Linked DNA regions of Mus musculus: region 2 is linked to region 1. The links are chromatin contacts, called in public ChIA-PET maps. All regions are on one chromosome and are shown on one strand. Each heading gives the region's core, a stretch centred on a gene start, on an enhancer-like site or on the middle of the called end of the contact. The rest is flanking DNA. Distances are from core to core; before and after follow the strand shown. Region 1 overlaps 1700025G04Rik (RIKEN cDNA 1700025G04 gene). Region 2 overlaps Gm36920 (a long non-coding RNA gene).

Region 1 (2,911 bases), core at 202-2,701:
AGGTGTGGATGGAAGCCCCTTTCTTTCCAAGTAGGAAGTCTATGAGCAAACCACCTCACACGGGCATGGGGGAGACAACCCGCACAGACAGGAACCTCTCTCCACACCTCTCGCCACCTCTCCAGAATCAAAGAGAAAACAAAAAGAGCGGTGAACTAACACAATCACTGGGGTTCTGAGAAATAGGAGGCAAACTCACCACTCCCTCCACAGTCACCTCAGGTGACTTTGTTTTTTAATTCCAACTTCACATTTGAAATGTCATGCTTCTTGTGTGGTTTCTCACAAAGACATCTGAAGCCTTCCTCTTGCCCAGCTGTGAATGTTCAAGACCCTCAACTGATGAAAATGGAGCAGTACCAACACGGCATATACCATGCTTTTCCTTATACACGTATTTACAACAAAAATTACTTTACATTAGACACTGTTAGCGAGTGATGGTGATTACTAGTAAGTAGAATCATTACACCGCACTAAGGCTCATGGGAACATGTTGTTCTCTGTGGAACGAGTCAGGACTCTTAGGATCTTCATGGACCATGAAACTGTGAACGCCAAGACCACAGGTGAGGAGAGACCTCTAACGTGGGAAGCTGACAGGAGTTAACCTCTGACCCTGAGTAGCATTACAGTGCTTCTCATTCTTCGAAGCTGTGTTCACATTAAAAACGCACTAGGATGTAAAGTGTTATAGTTACATGAAAACAAATGTTTGTCAGCTTCAGGCTGACAGATATATATTTATATTTCACAGGGAGGGGAAAAGGTAGAGGAAAGAGGTGAGGGAGAGTGGGAGAGAGACCTTGAACTCCTGGGCTCAAGTGATCTTCCTGTTTCAGACTCTCACTAGCTGGGGCTGAGGGCATGTGTTACCACATGCAGCTAATTACGCTTTAATAACCTCTGTCACTCAATAAGAACTGGTGCTCAACCACTGCTCCATGTGCAGTTTATTTCTGAAATACACTATAGCGTATAGCTTATAGCAGTATTTTGATTTTAAAAGTGGCATGTTCAAGTTTTACAAGCTTATTGAAACTATATTTTAGTAAGTTTACCCTCTGGTGGTACTGGAGTCATTTGAGGCTCAGACCTCCAATTTGTAAAGTTAATCACGCACAGATCACTGAGGAAAAGCTTTAAATATGTCACAAGCACCTGTCCAATCATTCAATCATTTAATTAGCAGATGTTAATTGGAAACTCCTTAGTAATAGACAGTGATTGGTAGGTACCAAGCTCACGGTGGTAAGCAAGATGAAATATGATTTTCCTCTCTGCCCCCATAGAATATAAAAGATCAGTGAAGGAGGTAATTAGACCAGCTTCGAGGCAATGTGGTCCAAGCTCCTGCAGATTGAAAACACCACGACGTCAGGGCGTTCACCCCACAGGCACCTGACTCAGCTTTGAGAAAGTGAGCCTAGAGAGGTGTTGGGGTTGAGACCAGACCACATCTAAGGAACCATCATTAAAACGCCTTTGAACTGCATGTGTAATGTCAAGGTTACATCTCCACTCATTCTCAGTCAACGTAAGCTGTCCTTCTGAGCGGACTTTAGAAATGTCTCCCTAAGACTGCTGGGATCACCTGCTCAGGAGAACTCCCCTTTGGTTCTCACCTTCTCATACACATCAGCTTCCTTTCAGCTTCCATCTTTCCTTCAGCTAGGCCTGAGTTCTTTTCCAGCCCCCACCGCACTCAGAGGCAAGGCAAACAGGCACGCCAGACTCCACATTTTCACACCAAGTTATTAACAGCAAGCTATTGCTTGAAGCTGCAGATCGCAGCGTGAGAACTGAGCCAAAGCACCTCTTTGAAGTTTGATGGACACTTCTAAAACTGACTCACAGGTTCGTCTGTCTTCAAGCTATCTAGGAGACAGGACCATCATGCATCTCAGAAAACACAGAGCCAAATTAACTGCTTATGGTTTTGTGTATAGCTCTCCTCAAATGATTGGGGGCCCTACACATCATCTCTAATGTCCTCAAAATGTGGGCACCACAAAACCATGACCTAAACTAATCCAATGCCATTTTTATAGACCATTTCCCTAATTTTTACAAAATCCATCAACAAATTTATGAATCTAATTCAGATTTTTTTTAAATGAAGAACTTCAAACTCGTGTGACCCTGCATGTGCACCCTTTCCCTATAGCATGTTTCAAAGTTCTCCAAGCATCATGGGGTTGCTACTGCATACTAACTCATGGCACACCATGGAAAATTCCACCTATATGCACACATGAATTTCATATGCATGCCCATCACAAGGAAAAATGGGAAGCAGGGTTTCACTTTTAAAAAACCACTTTCAGAAAACTTAAAACCAGAACAAGAAAAATTCAATTTTTTGAGGACAATCCAAGAGATTAAATGAACCCCTTTGTTTAAACAAAAAGGCTACCAGTAAAGATTTTTTATTACATAATGTTATAGGTAATTCTACCTCCTACCAATTAATCAAAGACCTTTTCATTTTGAATAGGAATTCCAAAATATTTGAAATAATTTTCTAGTGAAAAAAAAAACACATCTGAAAAAAAAGCAAATTAAAAAAAAAAGATAAACCCCATAAAGAAACCCAAGCCCAGAAAGAACGTGGACATGAAGGCCCACACAAGGGTTGCAGGGCTGGAAAGAAATCAAATATTGACTGCAATGGGCACACAGAGAGCTATGAAGACAGCAGTTAAGACAAAGACGAAGCTGCATGATTAATAGACCGAGTGAAGTGGCCTCCTTGTACTTCTGATTAAAAAGGGAAGCCAAGACAAGGCATCATGTAAAAATGCCTTCCTTTTAATGAAGAAAGAGCCAGCATCTAAGCTCCATAAAGAAAAAATATATATGTATATATAAATAACTAATCGGTCTGTTGGCCCATCTGCTGTGTTTCTCA
Region 2 (3,019 bases), core at 515-3,014, 240 kb after region 1:
CTGGCGGTCAGCAAATCCCAGTGCCTCTGCTGTCTCTATCACCCACAGTACTAATGTAACCGCACAGGTGTAATTATACCTGGGTTTTTATGTGGGTGCTAGGATCCAAACTTGGGTCACCATGCTCTTATCCACTGAGCCATTTCTCTAGCCCCAACCTCCTGCTTTTTAGAGTTTAAGGAAATTATTCTCACTAAACACTCACCACGATTTTTTAAGACATCCAAGGCACTCAAACTCCAAACCTGGACCACATTTAAAAACTTGCCATCCTCTTCTTAGGGGTGTACTTGAGATGCGGTAGTTCCTGGTACAGTGACACTCAGATGATCAGTGCTCACCTGGCCAGAGTCACCGCAGCTCCAGGGACAGTTCTGAACTCGGATGTTGCTCTCTCACACACGCTTGGGTTTTCCTGGCTTTGGGCCGGGGTATCTGAGCTGAGCAGTGTCTCAAGAGAGGACTTCTGGGCTGATCGAGATAAGATTAGAGCTCAGATGGCAAAAGAAGAAGAAATAATAGGCTGAGAGATTGCCTCATTTGCCTCTTTAAATTTTCATGGAGAGGGCAATTTGTTAACAAGGGGGTGGTCCCGAGGCAGCAGAGGCATCAATAATTCAGCAGAGACTATCAAGCTGTAAATAGACCCTCGGTGCCCAGCTGAGCTCCTGCCTGCCACACTGGTGCTGTGCAGGATCTCCGAGAAAGGGTGAGGCTTCCATTACCCAGCCCACCTCAGTCCTGCCTCTCCTTTCCCAATTCTCAGCCAAACTGGAAACTCAGACTACAGTGGCTCAGGCTTCATGATGCCAAGCTAAGTGCAGGTTGAATACCAGTGTCCTCCATGGAAGGTGCTGGAAACTGGCACTCTCCCTAGTAAGATGACAGGGTAGATACATATACTACCACCTCCTGTCAGATGGGGGTTCAGGGTTTAATGATTCTCCCCTAACCCAGCTATACTTCACCCCCAGAACAAGTCTCATTTGCTTGATTTGGGTCCTTCCCGCCTTGCTGGACAGTAGTGGTTCTCCACGAGGAACAGAGGGGCTTAATGGTACTACAATCTGTGCCCCTACCAAACTTAGTTCCTCTGAATCCTCTACGAGATTGGGTTTTAATATGTAACTTCTGTATCCTTTGAGTCCTGTGGCACCTCCTTGAATACTGGGGTGAGCCCAGTAGCCTGGGTTAAGCAGTGGATTCTACTTAATGTACACAATAACAGCTAATGGCAGACGGAAGATCTCAGTCAGTGTTTTTTTTTTTTTTTTTGACACCTGTGTAAAGCTGAGGGCTGACATGAGAGTTTCACTCTTGATTAAGTCCCTGTCTTCTCTCTTAGGTGCCCGCTCATTCTCTCAGGAGCAGGAAGCATCCAAGCTGAGGTGAGGGCAGAGCCCAGGGAAGTATTTGCTGCTCAGAACATGGTGAAAAATCTACTTAATCCCACCTTCGTTTTGATGTTGTAATCCCCTTCAGCTAATTCAGAGCTTCAGTCAAGTGCTGTTCCTATGAACCCAAGGGAAGTGTTGTTATGTAGAACAAAGGCACAATCTAGACTTTTATTTTCCCTCAGTTACACCTTTACTGGTTCCTTGGTGACAAGATGAACTCTTAGCCGCCACAGGTCCAGGATCTTCACTTGAAGTTGACTGGTGACCAATTGCAGAGCAAGCAGGAAGGAAGTCAAAACCTCAGAGAAGACCTGAAACCAGACCCTTTCTTTCCACATCCATGTGTGACAGCCCACACAGTGTGGCCAGGGGAAGGAGACGGTAGGCAAGCTGATGCCTGGGTGATGCATTCAGTCATAGACACTCCTCAGTCTCTGGTGGGGAGTCCTGATGAAAGCATTTTAAGTTGAAAATATCCGAAGTAAACCGTGTGTGTGATGCCTACTGCACACGATAGTTAAACAGCACAAGACAAGGCAGAATGTCGTCATTTTCATGCTGTGAACGTGTGACTGACTGCTGTTTCTCAGCTTCAGGCCGCGGCCCTGCCCATGTCCTTTCCTTGGAAATAATCCATATGCAAAACCTTGAGGTGGTTTGTGCGGAATGCGTACAATGCTTGTACCACCATAAAACTACTAAATCACCACATCAAACCGTAATTTGGAGCCAGTCTACAGAAAGAACATGAAATATAAATCACTGTGATATGTATCTATAATGGTTCGGTATGTTAAACACGGCTTTTTCCTCTCTCTAGAAAGACTTGTCTCTACTAGATGGTTTGAAGTTTTCAGAGTGCCTGCATGTAGAAAAATACTGCATATTCTTTTGTGCACAAAACATATGAATAGGGACAGATGCAGACAGGAGTCTCTTGTCTGTCCAGAGTCTTCATCTATCTGATATGCTTTATTCTCATCACCCTGCCTCCTACCTGGGCTAGTGCAGCACCTCCGAGCAGTCTGTGATGGTGCCCCTTCTAGGTGTTTTGTTTTGTTTTGTTGGTTTGTTTTTCCTCAGCAGAGCAGATGGCAGGGGTTCTGTTAAAGGCTAGCCCACACCCTACTCCTCGGCTTCCATCTTCAAACAGTGCCCAGTGCATTCAAGAAAAAGGTAAATTATACAGACTTTAGTGGGCCCTGCCTACCACACCAGACTCACGGTTCAAAACCATGTCTCCCCCATTCTATGAAGCGGTTACGACTCCTTGCTCCTTGTCTGGGTATTCGGTATCTGCATCTCTGTGTGCTCTTCCCATGCTCCTATCTCTTGGACAACCTCCACCAAGCCTCGTGGGCTGAATGTGTGATGCTGTGGGCACTGTCCATGCCTCTGTCTCAGACCTGCCATTCTCTGCTGGCTGCCTGCTCTGCTGCCTTGCCCTGACCACTAAGCTTCCTTGTGACTTACTACTGTGTTCATTTTTATCTCTCCCAGATCTAAGAACAATGTAGAGTAGGCTCAGAATAAATTATCTTTAATGAACACAATTATTAGTAAGGAAATTGATCCTCAAAAGTGCACCAGACTTATTCCCTTGCGTTTGTTTATCTCAGTTA

What was found. ChIA-PET counts read pairs in DNA pulled down with a chosen protein or histone mark.
Region 2: a contact with region 1 is called in an RNA polymerase II ChIA-PET map of memory CD8 T cells, with 54 read pairs. The contact joins two enhancer-like sites. A contact is called at or near these places in 1 of 484 Hi-C or Micro-C datasets (the N1E-115 cell line) and 3 of 115 datasets of contacts at active chromatin or transcription factors (large pre-B cells, memory CD8 T cells and stem cell-derived neural progenitor cells).

What each region holds. Positions count from the first base shown.
Region 1 is chr1:152,009,005-152,011,915 of GRCm38.p6, forward strand. All of the region lies in intron 1 of 1700025G04Rik (RIKEN cDNA 1700025G04 gene), which reads right to left. Among named protein-coding and RNA genes, the nearest start is that of 1700025G04Rik, 80 kb to the right of the region's middle. Within about 2 kb of position 1,452, at least 25 of the 459 cell types and tissues checked have an H3K27ac peak or open chromatin away from gene starts, as enhancers often do. A contact at or near this core is called in memory CD8 T cells, where this site is marked.
Region 2 is chr1:152,252,412-152,255,430 of GRCm38.p6, forward strand. All of the region lies in intron 3 of Gm36920 (a long non-coding RNA gene), which reads right to left. Among named protein-coding and RNA genes, the nearest start is that of Gm36920, 36 kb to the right of the region's middle. Within about 2 kb of position 1,765, at least 48 of the 459 cell types and tissues checked have an H3K27ac peak or open chromatin away from gene starts, as enhancers often do. A contact at or near this core is called in memory CD8 T cells, where this site is marked.